Regions from separate parts of the Mus musculus genome. Here all the other regions are linked to region 2. Evidence: chromatin contacts called from public Hi-C, HiChIP or PLAC-seq and promoter capture Hi-C data. All regions are on one chromosome and are shown on one strand. Each heading gives the region's core, a stretch centred on a gene start, on an enhancer-like site or on the middle of the called end of the contact. The rest is flanking DNA. Distances are from core to core; before and after follow the strand shown.

Region 1 (2,710 bases), core at 194-2,693, 2.4 Mb before region 2:
CTCCAAGGTCAAATAGAAACTGAGTCTCAAGTGGTGCCAAGCTCAAACACCTGGATTCCATCCCTGTCCCATAAGGCAGAAGGAGAGAACTGATACCCTCAAGTTGTCATCTCACCTCCACGTGCAAGCCACGCTGTGTGCATACTCATGTGCACATACACAATCAATCAATCAATCAATCAATCAAGGTAATAAAAATAATTTCACATGTATATATAAAAAATATCTTATGTCTGTATGGTTGTACACTTGACAAAATAAATCTGATAGCCTATGGCTTAGGCACAAAATAGGTAGGACATTCGGGAGGCAGAAAGGATTCTGGGAGCCAGGAGCAGGAGATTTGCCTGGGAAGATGTAACAAGACAGACACATGGTATCTGAGCACGGGTGACTAGTCACATGGCAGAATATAGATTAAAATAAACGGGTAATCATAAATTATGACCTACTCAGATAAGAACCTAGTTATATGGCCAAGATATTTATAAATATATTTTGAGCCTGAGTCTTAATTCCTGGGAGCATGGGGCTGGGAGGTAGAAAGAACCAGGACAAAACTTCTACACAGGTGTAAAGAGGTCACGGGTGGAGAATGTTTCAGAAGCCCTCCCTCAGCAAGTGAGATCATTGTAATTCCATTATCATCTGAGTGTTGCACCCTACGCTGGTCCTGCACACCATCGGTCTCAGAATATGCTGACTTGGAAACGAGCCTTATGTGATCTTCAGCTGCTGCAGGTAAGGCTCCCTTCTTGTTGCTCTCACCAGCTTCACATTCATGGTGGGGAGAGCCTATCATGCCCAGTTAGACTCACACAGAGGCAGAAAGGACCAGGATTAAATCCATATCTATTCGATGCCCAAGCCGGTTCCGGCACCCCGATCCCTCCTCCTCTGGTGGTATTACTTCTTGTTGGTTCCCGAGTCACCCCATCCAGAGTTTGTTGATGTCAGGAAACTGGTTTTGTTCATGTTTCAATACACAACATGTTAGGAGTGTAGCTTAGAATAACTTTATCTTGACCAGTTGCTAAAAATAAATTCCAATTTGTCTTAGCAAGGAAAATCCCATTTAAGGATCTAGAGAGCTGTGTTCAATGATGCAGGCTCAGAATCTCAGCACTTGGGAGACTGATTCTGCAGGATTGTGGTTCAAAGCAGACTGGGCAAATCAGGGAAACACTGGCATACACACATAAAAGAAAATGAAGTCCCAAAGAAGCGGTAATTTGAAGCATTAACACTCTAGGAAGATTTTAGTTAAGAAAAACAAGATTAATCTGAGAGGCTACCTCCAGGTTGAGTGACTGATAATGCAATTTGTGTGTCGGACAGACTTCCCTGACTAGTCAGAAAACTAAGCAAATTATTAACTTAGAGGTAGCAAAACTACAGGAGAAAGTCAATGTGACTTATTGGGTAATATTTATACAGCTGAAAGAGTGAACATTGGACAAAGGTGACCTTAAAATAATCTTCTAAGGGGGACAGTCAATGGAGAAACCTAGAAAACCTGGGGTAAGCATCATGTTTAGAAGAAATAGTTCAAGGACCTGGGTGGACACTGCTTAGGACCTCACTGAAAATCTCTCTCTCTCTCTCTCTCTCTCTCTCTCTCTCTCTCTCTCTCTCTCTGTGTGTGTGTGTGTGTGTGTGTCTCTCTTACTCCCTGCCACCCTCTTTCCCTCCCTCTCTTTCTCTGTCTGTCTCTGTCTCTCTGTCTCTCTCCCTTTTTCTCCTCCCTCTCTCTCTTTGTCTCTCTCTTCCTCCCCCTCTCTTCCTCTCTTTCTATCCTTCCCCCTCTGTCTCTCTGTCTCTGTCTCTGTCTGTCTCTCCCTCTAAACCTCTCCTCCTCTCCCCCACCTTCTCCTTCCCCTCTCCTTCCCCTCCGTTCCCCATTCCTCTCTCTTTATCTCCTTGACAGAGGGTTTCAGCCCTGCTGGCCTCAAATTTGCTGTACAGTAGAGACTGACCTTGCATTTCCGATTCCCCTCCCTCTACTCTCCAAATGCTGTGATTACAAGTGTGTGGCACTACACCTGTCCTTTCACTGTTAAAGCTTTTGGCATTTGAACCTAAACACTTGTTTGTTGAGATGGAATCTTATAGTCCAGTCTGGTCTAAAGCTCTTGATCTTCCCACCTTAGCCTCCTGGTGCTGGGATTTGTTATAGATTTGTGCCACCCCTGACCCCTGACAACACACATAAAACTGATCTTTATAGCCATGCCTGCTGACATACAACTGCAATGCCAGTTACCCAGGAGGTGTGAAAGGGTAGATGGGACAATAGATCAGTGGTAGGAAGTTTGCCTAATATGCATTGAGGCCCTGGGGTTCATCCCAGGACTGTAGCACTGTATTACCACCACCTAAACAAACAAACAAACAAACATACATACATACAAACAAACACTTCTCTGGAACTTAGGTTTAGACATTTAGTATCGTCAGTATGTCTGGGCCTGGCTTTGGGGTGGAACCCACATCCTGAGTTGAACCCGTAGACCATGAACAGGTTTCTAAACTACTTGAGCATGTATTTTTGCATGACTGGCCATGTGAGCCTTCAGATGGCATTTGGTGACTGAATTGAGATAGTAGAGGACAAATTTGGGAGGTTACAGTTGTCAGCATTTTAGATAGTTGCATGGCATCCCGTGGAAAATGCAACAGCAAGAACCAAATACCACAGGCATGTGCACCA
Region 2 (2,958 bases), core at 17-2,516:
CAGATTTTACAAACATAGCTTGGCCTGATATTTACTCCATCATTCAATGAGTAAAAGTAAAAGAATCTGTGTGACATTTCAGCACAAGAAAAACATCATCCAGAGAAAAGATAACTAAACCACTCGAGACTAAAAACCATGAACAAAAGCCAGGCATGCAAATGTCTACCAAGTAGGTCAGATGTTACTTCCCTTTAAGATACGACAGATACATTCAAATTAAATTATTCCACTACATAACATTCAATCAAAATAAACAAAATTGCCCTGCTAGGTTTCCCTGTTAAAACACCTTCTGGTATTCTTAATAGGGTAACCCCTGCCCCCAACATTCTAAAATTGAATTGTCTCAGTTCCAGTTAGACTATATCGATAAATAGTTAAGTACACGCCTTTCTGCGATGCTAAAGGCACATTTCTGGTCAATGAGTTGTGATGAATTTTAGGCAAGTGATTTGTATTTCCGCTTTCTCCCCATTTGTAAAATATTTAAATACAAGAAAACTTGGCCAAAATGGGACTTTGAAATCGCCCATGAATTACCCTAAAACTATAGGAATGTAAAGAAGTTTTAACTAGCACCTCCAAAGTTAAGAATTTCCGGAACTACGAAGTGCACACAGCTCTAGGCATCTGACCTTGCGGAAAAAACCCGGAGCCCTTTTGGTACTTTCATGCCATTACATCATCTCAACCTATGGCTTCAGCTTACTGACCCGAACAGAGCCTACCTAGTCTGCGTGGCCTTATGTCGTGGAACAGCCAAGAGGGTTATCTGCCATATATTTAAGTGCAGATTCTGGACGTCTGAAACCGGCTCCTGGGCTGGGTCTCTACGAACTAGTGGCGACCCTTCCTAACGCTTCCTTGAGCTTGAGTGTTCGGATGCGCCCGGTCCTCCCCTCTCACCGCTAGCCCGCTGCCTCCGCGTCCACGCACCACCCCCACGGCACCCGATCGCCGACAGCTAGGGCCCCCGCGCGGGTCCCCGAGCGGCTGACTCAGCATCCCTCTGCCCAGGGAGATGAAGAGCGAGGACGAGCCCGGCCTTCCCGCCCCGCCCGTAGCAGCCAGCCCAGATCCCGCTGTGCCGACGCCCGTCACAAGGACTGGAATTCTCAGGCCTCGCGAGGCAGTACCTCAGCTCCGGTCACCTCTACCACGGGGCTCCCTTCCGGGTCACCGAAACTCAGAGTGTGCGACCTCCCTCTGCCCGCTCCTCCGCAACCGCGCGACTCACAGCGTCACGCAATATCCGGACAAAAGGTAAATAGTACAAGCAGCCAATCGAGAGCAGGCTTCTAACGGAAGGGCGGGCGCAGTGGCGAAGGCGGGGCTTGGTTTGGAGACCGGACCAATGGAAGTTTGTGTTTCGAAAACGTCACAGTCAGCGTCCTTTCTGGGTCCGAGTAAGGAAGCCGACACTGGCAAACGCTTTGGGCATCTGCGTTGTGCGTTGTGCGCACTCGCTGCCAATAGGTGTGGGGGCGAAAAAGGGAGTTGGACTGGTTGGCAGCGCACTCCTTAAGTCCCACTTTTTGGGGAGGCAGGTAGATCGCTGTGAGCTCTAGGCCAGCTTAGAATTACTTTTGTTATTGGATTTAGGTTTAACAATGAATTTTCACATTTAAATTGGATTTTGTTCTATTTAAGAGTCATTCTTAAAACACGTTTTACGCCGAGAGTAATTAGTTTGGGTTAATCGTCTAGTCGCGTTGGCTGGCACGAAATTAACTAACCCTTAGAGGTATAATTTAGTCAGACTTTCGTTAACTGCTTAATTTTTATCACTGCTGGGGCTGTGGCTAGGCAGGGTGTCTTGAGCTATGTGAGAGGTACTTGACGCGCTCTCCTTTTCATTCATTATGCAAATGTTAAGGGATTTGATACTGGTTTAGTGAGTTCTGCATATATTAATTTACTTTGAATTAATTATAAGGCCAGGACCAAATCTTTTGTATTTATGGAATGACAGAACCCACCTAGGCATTTTCACTACTTTGCTTTAGCTATTATGCTACATGAACTCATGTATGAACATATCAATACACAAAATTAACTTGAGCATTTTAATAAAGTTTATGTTTTTATAACTTATGATCAATTTTTTTTTTGTATGTACTGAAAACTAAGCCTTAATTTTAGGAACTTTTAGAAGTTAGATGGATAGTTAAACAATCATTGGTTGAGTTTCTTGTTTTGGGCGTTTAGCCAGAAAATAACGCCAATGGTCTATATAGTAGTGAGTTTCAGAATGGCCAGAGTAAGACAGACCTAGTCTGCGGCAGGGGCTGGGGGTGGGGCATAGTGTCAAAATTGAATAACACATTTTTTCTAATTGCCATAAAAACATTCCTACCAAATGTGGCATTTTTTTTTTTTTTAAATTAGAGCCAACCTGCTTCTTGAGTGTACTACTGATGGTGAGATCTAGAGGGGTTTATTTCCGAGTTTTTCTTTCCTTTCCTTTCCTTTCCTTTCCTTTCCTTTCCTTTTCTCTTTTTTTTCTTTTTTCTTTTCTCTTCTTTCTTTCTTTCTTTTTCTTTTTTACCTTTTGACTTTTCAATGACATTTTTGTTTGTTTGTTGTCAAGCTTCAGGCTCCACTTGAGTAACAGAATACATACAAACCACTCTTCTTGTGAAGGTTTTTATTTATTTTATTTTATTTTATTTTATTTTATTGTGTGTGTGTGTGTGTGTGAAGGCTACTGAAATGCCTCAGTGGAAAATAATTTATTACAATAAGAGACATGTCTCTTTTATTTTTGGTTAGGAGCCTGACCTTTAGTGCTTGAGCCATCTTTTCAGCCCAAGAGGTTATTTCTTGGTATCCATGAAAGAGCACCCTCCTACAACTTTTGATAGAATCAAACCAAGAATACTTCCAGTGTTGCACAAAGGAATACACAAGCAAAGTGAAAGTAGATCGGTATAGCAAACTATTTTTGTTAATAAA
Region 3 (2,700 bases), core at 75-2,574, 2.3 Mb after region 2:
CAGAGATATCCTTAGTTCGCCTGATGCCCCTATTCCGCACACAGGCACAGCATAGACCCGCACCTTTGGCCCCCTTGAGGCTAGTTTTAATCATAGCCTCACACTCTGCCCCAAACGTGCATGGGGAAGTGACAACCAGCAGAAAGGAAAGCTGGAGAGCAGAAAAAAACTTGGCAGTGAAGCACGGCATGGCCAGGCGTCTACTTACGAAATTTGGGGCTGGTGCTAGTTTCTGGGGTGGTGGTAGTGGAGGAGGTGGAAGAGGGTGAGGAGGAAGAGGCGGCAGCAGCATCCTGAAAGGGTGACAGGGTCCAGGAGGGAGTGGAATCGTGGAGGTAGGAGGAGGTAGCATACGCCGCAGTGGGCCAGGAAGGCATCGCCTGCGTACTGGGGGCTCCTGGCATCGGGGGTCGGGAGCCGGGCGTGCTGCTACTGAAGAAAGGGGCCGTGGTGGACAGGACCGTCGGAGGGGCAGCAGTGTTCCGTGCTGTGGTAGAGCGCGGGCTAGCCCGGATGGGAACCCGGTGCCCAGGGAAGCGGGTGGGTGCCCGTGTGATGGTGGTCAAGCGGGTGCTAATCCGGTTAGGCGTCCTGGAAGAAGCGGCGCCGCCGGCAGAGGGGGTGGCGGGGGACGTGGTAGAAGTGGTTGTTGTGGTGGTTTCCATAGCCTTGGGGAAAGAGCTGGGCTTGGAGAGGAAGAAGGGGTCCTGGCCCATTCCCTTGGAGTCCACCAGGTCCGTGGGCACGTACTCCTTGACGGAGCCTACCACGATCCATTTAAGCAGCATGAGGCTGAGCCCCAGGCCGATGAAGCCGATGAACAGAGGCACCACGCACAACCACGTCTGCTGCCGGTTCCACACGATGCAGTCGCTACAGCGTAACTCCCGGGGAGGTTCGGCCGCCCCTTCTCCGCCGCCGTCCGGGCCCCCGCCCGCCGCCGCCGCCGCCGCAGCCGCCGCGGTGCCCTCCTCGGCTGAGGCGGCGGCTGCCGAAGCGGCACCAGGTGGCGAGGCACCGGCCGCCCCTTCACTCATCCTAGGAGCCGATCTTCACCTTCGCCCCCCCGAGGGCCGCGCCAGAGGCATGGGGCCGCGCGGGCCGGGCGCGGGCGCGGGCGCGGGCTCCGGCGGCGGCGGGCTCCGGCTCAGGCAGCGGCCGCGGCGGCCGCATGCAAATCGGCTCCCTGCCCCCACGCCCCTCCCCCCGAGAGGCGGGCGGCGGGCGGGGAGGAGAGGACGGGGGAGGGGACGCGGGCCGGGGAGGGGGCGGCGAGGCGCTCGGTAGAGGGGCGAGACCGGCCCGGGCGCCGCCGGCCGGTCAGGGAGCGGCGGGGCGAGTCTGCAGCCCGCCTAGGTGCCTCCTGCGCGACGGGGTCCCTCGGCTGCCGGTGGTGCTGATGCTGCCGCTGATGCTGATGCTGATGCTGCCTTGGATGCTGATGCTGATGCTGCCGCTGGTGCTGATGCTGCCCGCCGCCTGTGTGCGCTCCAGCCTCGCCGGCATCCTCGGTGCGCCGCGCCCGGCCCGCTCCCTGGGGCGTCCGGCCGCACCGCCGCTGTCCCCACCTCAAATCCTCACGTCACCCTCAGGGGCCCCGGCGAGCAGTAGCTGGATGCTGGGCGCCGACAAGCCGCATTCCGACACAGGGGGCCAACCTAGCAGCCCCTCGCCCAGCCCGTACGCAGCGTTGCACGGTGGTTACTCGGCGAGCCTGGGCGATGAGGTGCACCTGTTCTTCAGCCGGCCCGCAGCCAACCCTCGGTCAACGCTCTCCGGGAGAAACCAATCCTAGAGCAGCGCGGAGGGCGAGCGACCGGGCTCGCCTCGCTCCCGCCGCCCGCGGCTCTGCGCCGCTACTGCCGCCGCCACCGTGAGTCAAACTCCAGCAAGCTACCCCGCCGCTCAGGAGCGGGGTACCCCGGGGCGCACCCCGACCAGCACGCAGAGGATACCAAACAGCTCCGGTGACGCTGCCTGGCCGACCCGGGCTAGCAAAAATGGGAGATAGCGACAGGGGTCCCGGACGTCGTGACCGCTGCTCCAAGCGTTTTCTTGCACTCAACCAGGCGGCTTCGGGTGTATGTGTGTGTGTGTTTGTGTGTAGAGTCGCCGCGGACAGGGTGGGATTCGGGCAGAGTTGCGCCTCCCACCAACACCTAATGGTGCTGTCTTACTGTGTGCTAGATAAATAAATGATCCAAGCGGACCCCCGTTGGAGAAGTACGGCACTAGGAGCTCTGTGGAGCAGCCGTGAACAGGTCTCTGGTGTGGATCCTGCGGGGTCAGACACTGAAGCTGCTGGGAGAATGCGCACGGGCGTGTTAGGTGGGAGGGCGCCTCTGAGCTCCCCTGCCCCGCCGCGGTGCGGCTGGACAGAGAACCACCTTTGCTTTGGAGTTGCTGAGAGCTGCTGCTGAAGCAGACGACCTTTCTGTGATCAGATCTCGAAGCCATTAACTTACCTTTTAAAAAGTATTATCTTTAAATGTAGGTACGCCCTGGGAAACAAGGCGAGAGGCGAAGATGAGAAAAGATGCTGGCTAGTCTCTTAAATTTCATAGCCGGTTTCTTCCTTTTGGTAGAGGGAGATCAGAGTATTTCCAATCTCGGGTACACTGTGGTACCTCCCTGAGGACCAGGTATAGCACAGACAGGAAACGGGCAAGAGCCAGGGCTACCATGATATACATACGCTGG
Region 4 (2,836 bases), core at 40-2,539, 2.6 Mb before region 2:
GTTCATAGTTTAGTTCTGACACTAAAAAAAAAACAAAAAAACAAAAACTAAGATAGTTTTGTTCAACATCTTTTAGTTCGAGAACAATGATAAGCATTAAATTACCTTTTATTTTATCTCGAAGTTTAATTTCCCCTCACGAGCAAACACAAGTCGGTTTACAACTGAAGCAACACAGGAGTTCGTGAATAACTAGACAACGCTCCTAGGTCTTTGCACAATTTTGCTTTAGTAAGAAGGCCATACTCTTGAATACGACGTCCCTGGGTTCAATCCCGGCTCACTTATCTAAGTTATTTAAACCTCTGCGTCTCGGTTTCCTCTTCTAAAGCAACAAAGAATACAATAACCAGGGTTATCTTAAGAAGTAAATGGCGTGACACCGGTGCTAAGTTCGTATCATGTAGTCAGAACGGTTTGTAAGCTGTTTAAAAGAGAAAGCCTGCAGCTCTTTAACCAAATGAAAAAGATCCACACCACGACTTACAAGTCACAAAAACGCCAGGCACGACTAACACACGGCGTTATTATTTTTCTTCCCTGCCGCGTTGGAGGTTTGGGATTTTTGGTTTTGGTTTTTTTTTTTTAATTTTTAATTTTCCTTTTCTTTGCCAGATCTTTCCGCTAGGAGTCTGAAACGGGGGTTGGGGGGATGTAACGCAACCCAGCACAAAGTTTTACGAAATCGAAGTGCAGAATCACAACAGACATGGCAGCGGAGGCCGCGCAGAACAACAGGTGAACCAACTCGCAGGGACGGAGGGGGAAACCCGGCGCCTTCCCGCAGCCAAGTTGGCGGGCGGGCCGAGCACTTCGCCCGGCCTCCGTCCCCGCACTGAACACGCTTCGTTCTCGTTCTCTAGCAGGGTCCCGAGACCCAGTCCCCGCAGCAGCCGCCGCGCAGCTCCGGAGCGGGAGCAGAGCACCGTTCCCATTTAAGGCTTCCAGAAGCGTCCCCGGAGTGGTGCGAAGGCGAACAAAAGGGCAAGCGCGGGCGGGCCGGGCCGCGGGGCCGGGGGGTCTCTCCCGCAGGCCCCGCGGAGGCGCGTCGCGGCCTCCCCTGCGCCGCCACCGTCGCCCCCAAACTTCGCCGGCCTCCCGCGGCGCACCCGCACTCCGTCGCCACCCGCCAACTCACCGGGATCCCGAGAAACTCATCCTCCGGCGCTCGGCGCGGGCGGGCACGGACAGCCGCGGGGCGGCGGGGCCCGGCTCGGCCTCCGCCCTCGGCGTGCAGCGGCCCGGGCCCGGTCGCCCCTCGCGCGGCCGTACAGTCGTCGTCTCGCGCGGGGCCGACGCGCGGGAGCTCGAGCCTCCCTCCCCGCCCTTCCCTCCTCCCTCCGCCCTCCTCCTCCTCCTCCTCCGCGCGGCGGGCAAGCAGATTCCAATCTCTGCCGCCTCAGCCGCGGAGGACGCTCGCTCGTTCGCGGGGCGGGGGAGGGGCAGCGGGGGAGGGGGGAGGGGCGGCTCGGGCGAGCAAGAGGCGCCGGCGCGCGCGCACTGGGAAGGGCCCGCCAGCTCTGCGCGCACCCGCGCCGGGGCGCCGGCCCCGCCCCGGACACGAACCGAGCCGAGAGCTCGGCGGAAGCGCCCGAAGGGCCCGTGGAGTTCGGCGCCCCTCTGCCGGGAAGGAGGCCCGGCCGCCGGCACGGGGGCGCCAGGTTTGCCGAGGGGAGGGGGTCGCCCCTCAGCGCACGCCGCCGCCGCCACCGCACGCGTGACGGAGGGGCCCACTGGGGCAAAGCTGCGTGAAGTGGACGATGCGGGCACACTCCTTCTAGAGCCGGAGCTCGGGCTCCACGGGAGAAGCGGCCCGGTGGCTCCGAGGGCACCGAGGCTCCCGGTGCGGGATCGGTTGCCCGTCTCGTAGTTGTGGTTGCAAAGAAAGATGTAAGGCACACTGCATTCATTACTCACCCCCTCCCTTCCCCGTCCCCCGGTGCTCTCTGGTTCTGGCCCGCCGGGAGGAACGTGGAGGTGCACGCGTTCTCCGGATCACGTAGCGAAAGCCTGGTTTCGGCCCGGGGGCCCCGCCGCTGGGGTGGCTTGTGATCCGCGGGCCTGCGAATTCCTCGGGCGTAAGATAAGGAGCGGCGAGAGCCGGCTGAACTGAAGTCAGCGGACTATAAATACGACTCTCAATCCACCTTTGGCTCAGCCGAGTGACCTCGGATACCCTCCCGAGGCTCTTTCCATCCTTTTAGAAAAATGCAAAGAACTGTCACTACCTCTTTTCTCCCTTTCCCCTCTCATTCGCCATGCAAAATGCCCTTAAAAGTATTCAGTGGCCTGTGGATGAAGAAGGAAAAGATAATCCCTTTTTAAACCAGTCGTTAAATATATAACCTCTTCCGTTTAAGTATTTCAACAAATATTTCGTATTCGTTCTGTTAATTCACTTTTCTGAGAAAACTATAAATCTCTTGGGAAATTGTTTAAAATAGACAGAAGAAAGAGTGAAGGAAGAAACTGTGCCAGGCACTTCATACTTGTGTATTTACACACATTCTGGCCTGGAGGGAAAAAGCAAAACAAAACTTAGATCCCACGGTATTCCCTCATATTCAGCTGAAAATATGTACAGTCCCTTATATTCTAGTTTTAACTAACTGTCCTTCGTGCCCCCTTTCTCCTCCGTCAGCTTTTGCCTTTAGGGCCATCAGTGCCTCCATTGTCTTTTGTTACATTTGAGTCACATTCTCTCGTCTTTTTTCTGAGCTGTCTGGGTCTTGAGTCATTGCAATATTCTCACTGCACTGAAGGAATAGTGTGATATCAGAGAGGTTTCTTGCATCCACTAAAAATGGTGACTTTTCTTTCCGGATATTTCTATATA
Region 5 (2,978 bases), core at 22-2,521, 2.5 Mb before region 2:
TTTAAAAGCAAATCTGGCAGAAGAGGTTGTCTTTTCACTAAAAGCAATTAGTAGTTTTCTAATTTCTCAGATGAGTCTCCATTAGCTGCAAGGCCAATGACTGACCACTCACTTCTCCTAAGGGAAACTGTTTTAGAAAGCTATTTTCTCATTGAAGGTTTAAAATAAAACCTCTCCAAGTTTCTCAACCAGGTGATTCACTGACATGAAAAAAAGTCTCTGCAGAAGAAAACTTAAAAATACTCCGTCCATCATTCACTACCTTCTTGTCCGGGACTAGTTAGTTGAAAACCCAAACCAAAACAAACAATCCGTCCCCCCCAAACCAAAACTTTATTATGAACAATTTGAGACATAAATACTGGTATGATAGCATATGTGTACATATCCCACAGCTCCAACATCGAAGGACATCCTCAGTTAATTTATTCCCTTCTTTCCCAGTTTCCAGAGGCTTAGTCTAAAACAAAATAAACGTATTGGATCATTTTACCTATCAACACTTTAGTGTGTGTGTGTGTGTGTGTGTGTGTTTTAAATTTAAAGCCACATTACCGTAAGCACGTTCGATAAGGATGACGATAATTCCTTAGTAACATAAAATACTCGGGGAGCGGGGGTGGGGTGGGGGTGTGGGGTGTCATTGCTAACAGGTAGGGGACAGAACTCCGTAGTGGGGACTGAACAAGAAAGGAGAGAGAGGATGAAGTGGCCGGCTGAAGCGGATCCCGGCTGCGAGGAGACCAGCACCCGACTGCTCCAGGTTTCGCTGCTCGTTTACCTGCGTTGGCTCTCTCGCACCGTCAGACCAGGTCAAAGGCGGCCCCAAGTTCCCCGCCTCCAAGGTCCGGGCGGTGGCCCAGCAGGCTCGGCGCAGCTGCACAAGTCTCTGTCCCTAGACACCGGAGGGTCCCTGGAGGGGAAACGATTGACACAGCTGCCTGCACTGTGCCGCGAGCCTTCCCGCGCTGCACCTGCGTCTCGTCGCGTGGCTAGGAACTGGGACTGGCTCCGGAGTCGGTGAAGTCCAGCAGGCCCTTAGCCAGAACCTATACCGTTCGCCAGCTCCGGAACCGGGCTTTAGACACCAGGACCTTGCGGAAGAGAGAACTACAACTCCCGTCGGGCCACGCGGTCCGACCAATGGTGGTAGCCGGCGCGTGCGGGGCGCGGCGCCTGCGCGGCGGTTTGAGTAAGAGGCCGTACGATTGGCTGCGGAGTCGGGCGGCCGCGCGGGGCCTGTGGGAAGCGGAGTGACGGAGCGAGCGGCTGTTGGAGGAAGGAGGTGGGGGGCCGGGAGCGCAAATGGCGTTGAGATGGTTCAGGGCCCTGTTCAAACTCCAGCGCTGACCATTCACCGGCGGAGGCGGCGGCGCAGAAGGCGGCGGCGGCCCAGCGGGGGCACGTAGCGGGCTCGGCACCGGCGGCGGCCGCCAGGGAGGCCTAGGCCCTGTCCGGCCGGCGCGCCTGAGGTGGGGAGGGAAGTTGCGGGGCCGCCGCTCACCCCCCACCCCCCCTGTCGCCCGAGCTTCCTATTTACCGAAGCGGAGCCGCGGACTGTGACGGCAGCAGAGCCCCTCGCCCCTCTCGGTGGCACCGGTCGGCACTGGTCTCTCGCGCGGGGCTCCCGCGCCCGCCCGCGGGCCGTTGGGAGCCGGAGAGGCGGAGGCGGCCCGAGGCCAAAGCACCCGCCAGGCGCCGAGGGTAAGTGAGGTCTCGGGCGGCTGCCTAGGCCCGGAGTGAGTTGGGGCGGGTGGAGGCGGCAGGGGCGGCGCGAGGCTCGTTGCTCACCTGGCTTCTAAGGAAGTTGGGCACCGGAGGATCGCAAGAAACTCTTTCCCTTCCCACCTCTTAATTTTGCCTTTTGAGTTCTTCTCCGGCTACTTGATTTGACTTCTCTTTTCCAAACCCGGTCCGGTTGATTTGAGTCCCGAATTCTTTTTCCCCGTCGTCTCCTCCGCCTCTAGCCGTCACCGAGAGGCCTTGCTTCGGGGACTCGGTAGCAGAAGCTTCCGGGGCGTCCGAAGCGACATCCCTTTCCTAGGCTGTGGGGGTTGGGAGGAGAAAAGTTGCGTGAGTGTCCAGCCCGAGGGGTGTCTCGGCTCCAGCCTCCGGGCGCACTCGCAGCCTCAGGTGAGGGTTTCTGTTTGCCCATTCCACTCTCCTCTCTTTATTGAAGCCCCCCTAATGCATTACCTTGGGTGTCTTTCCTGGAAGTGGCTAGGTTTCTTTACAGCTTCAGTGTAAGGAGGTTGGTTGGTTGTTTTGTATACCCTTTCCCTAATTTAAATCGCAGTGCACTTCCATCAAAAGTCAGCTGGGCTTTGGGATGAAGCGAAGGCCTCCCAAATCGAAAACAATCAGTTGTGAACCTTCTTTTCCTTTTTAGTTAGGACTGTTGGTGAAATTTGAAGCCAGAACAAGATAGTGTGTCTGAAATGTGCGTAAAACGTCATGCCAAATATATATGCTGAATTTGTACATATGTTAAGCTTAGATAATGCCATCGCAGTAGTCTGCTGACTTTTTAAAATGGACGTTATGGAAAACAGTAAAAGCAATCACGTAACTCTTGTACTCATATCTCCTGGATTCTGTACATAATAACTCAACCATATTTTCTAATCAGTACGCTCCCCATTCCTTAATATTAAAAAAATCACTGATATTTCATCAATATTTAATGATGTTAATACATCAGCGAATATTTCTGAGACGTGATCTTTTAAAAATACAGTTGTCTTATTACTTAGCTCAGTATCATATATTCATTTGCAGATCTTAATCTTGCACAGTGAATGCTTTACTGTTTTTTACGGTGAGTTTTTCAGATGTCATAAAGAAGATCAAGTCTAGATTTTTTTTTTTTTTTGGCTTTAGTCAGCATTTTTAGATGATTGCCATGTATGTGTGCCCAAAACATTCCAACTTTGTTGGAATGTATATATGTGTGTAGGTCTGCGTGTCTGTAGTCAGCT

What was found. Promoter capture Hi-C pulls out the DNA fragments that hold promoters and counts their contacts. Hi-C and Micro-C count contacts between places; a contact is called where the count stands out from the background. HiChIP or PLAC-seq counts read pairs in DNA pulled down with a chosen protein or histone mark.
Region 1: a contact with region 2 is called in a Hi-C map of pre-B cells, with 6 times the contacts expected there. The contact joins the promoter of A930038B10Rik here to the promoter of Ghitm in region 2. A contact is called at or near these places in 3 of 484 Hi-C or Micro-C datasets (CD4 T cells, centrocytes and pre-B cells) and 3 of 115 datasets of contacts at active chromatin or transcription factors (astrocytes, embryonic stem cells and thymic regulatory T cells).
Region 3: a promoter capture Hi-C map of hippocampal neurons shows a contact between it and region 2, with 6 times the contacts expected there. The contact joins the promoter of Nrg3 here to the promoter of Ghitm in region 2. A contact is called at or near these places in 1 of 39 promoter capture datasets (hippocampal neurons) and 4 of 115 datasets of contacts at active chromatin or transcription factors (astrocytes, embryonic hindbrain, large pre-B cells and 1 more).
Region 4: an H3K27ac HiChIP or PLAC-seq map of thymic regulatory T cells shows a contact between it and region 2, with 14 times the contacts expected there. The contact joins the promoter of Bmpr1a here to the promoter of Ghitm in region 2. A contact is called at or near these places in 1 of 484 Hi-C or Micro-C datasets (CD8 T cells) and 2 of 115 datasets of contacts at active chromatin or transcription factors (astrocytes and thymic regulatory T cells).
Region 5: a contact with region 2 is called in a promoter capture Hi-C map of pre-B cells, with 14 times the contacts expected there. The contact joins the promoter of Wapl here to the promoter of Ghitm in region 2. A contact is called at or near these places in 7 of 39 promoter capture datasets (the C10 cell line, cranial neural crest, hippocampal neurons and 3 more), 5 of 484 Hi-C or Micro-C datasets (B cells, CD4 T cells, CD8 T cells and 2 more), 5 of 115 datasets of contacts at active chromatin or transcription factors (astrocytes, embryonic forebrain, embryonic limb bud and 2 more) and 1 of 9 other capture datasets (adipose tissue).

What each region holds. Positions count from the first base shown.
Region 1 is chr14:34,758,752-34,761,461 of GRCm38.p6, forward strand. It overlaps A930038B10Rik (a long non-coding RNA gene), which reads left to right and starts at 1,444. Exons shown (of 5, transcript XR_001781218.2): 1 at 1,444-1,521.
Region 2 is chr14:37,134,056-37,137,013 of GRCm38.p6, forward strand. Ghitm (growth hormone inducible transmembrane protein) reads right to left here and starts at 1,267. Exons shown (of 9, transcript NM_078478.5): 1 at 1,140-1,267.
Region 3 is chr14:39,471,764-39,474,463 of GRCm38.p6, forward strand. It overlaps Nrg3 (neuregulin 3), which reads right to left and starts at 1,325. Exons shown (of 10, transcript NM_008734.3): 1 at 209-1,325. The coding sequence starts at 1,037. It overlaps LOC432842 (a long non-coding RNA gene), which reads left to right and starts at 666. Exons shown (of 1, transcript NR_131973.1): 1 at 666-2,700.
Region 4 is chr14:34,501,257-34,504,092 of GRCm38.p6, forward strand. It overlaps Bmpr1a (bone morphogenetic protein receptor, type 1A), which reads right to left and starts at 1,290. Exons shown (of 13, transcript NM_009758.4): 1 at 1,139-1,290.
Region 5 is chr14:34,672,657-34,675,634 of GRCm38.p6, forward strand. It overlaps Wapl (WAPL cohesin release factor), which reads left to right and starts at 1,272. Exons shown (of 19, transcript NM_001004436.4): 1 at 1,272-1,704. 5830448L01Rik (RIKEN cDNA 5830448L01 gene) reads right to left here and starts at 2,012. Exons shown (of 1, transcript NR_165636.1): 1 at 315-2,012.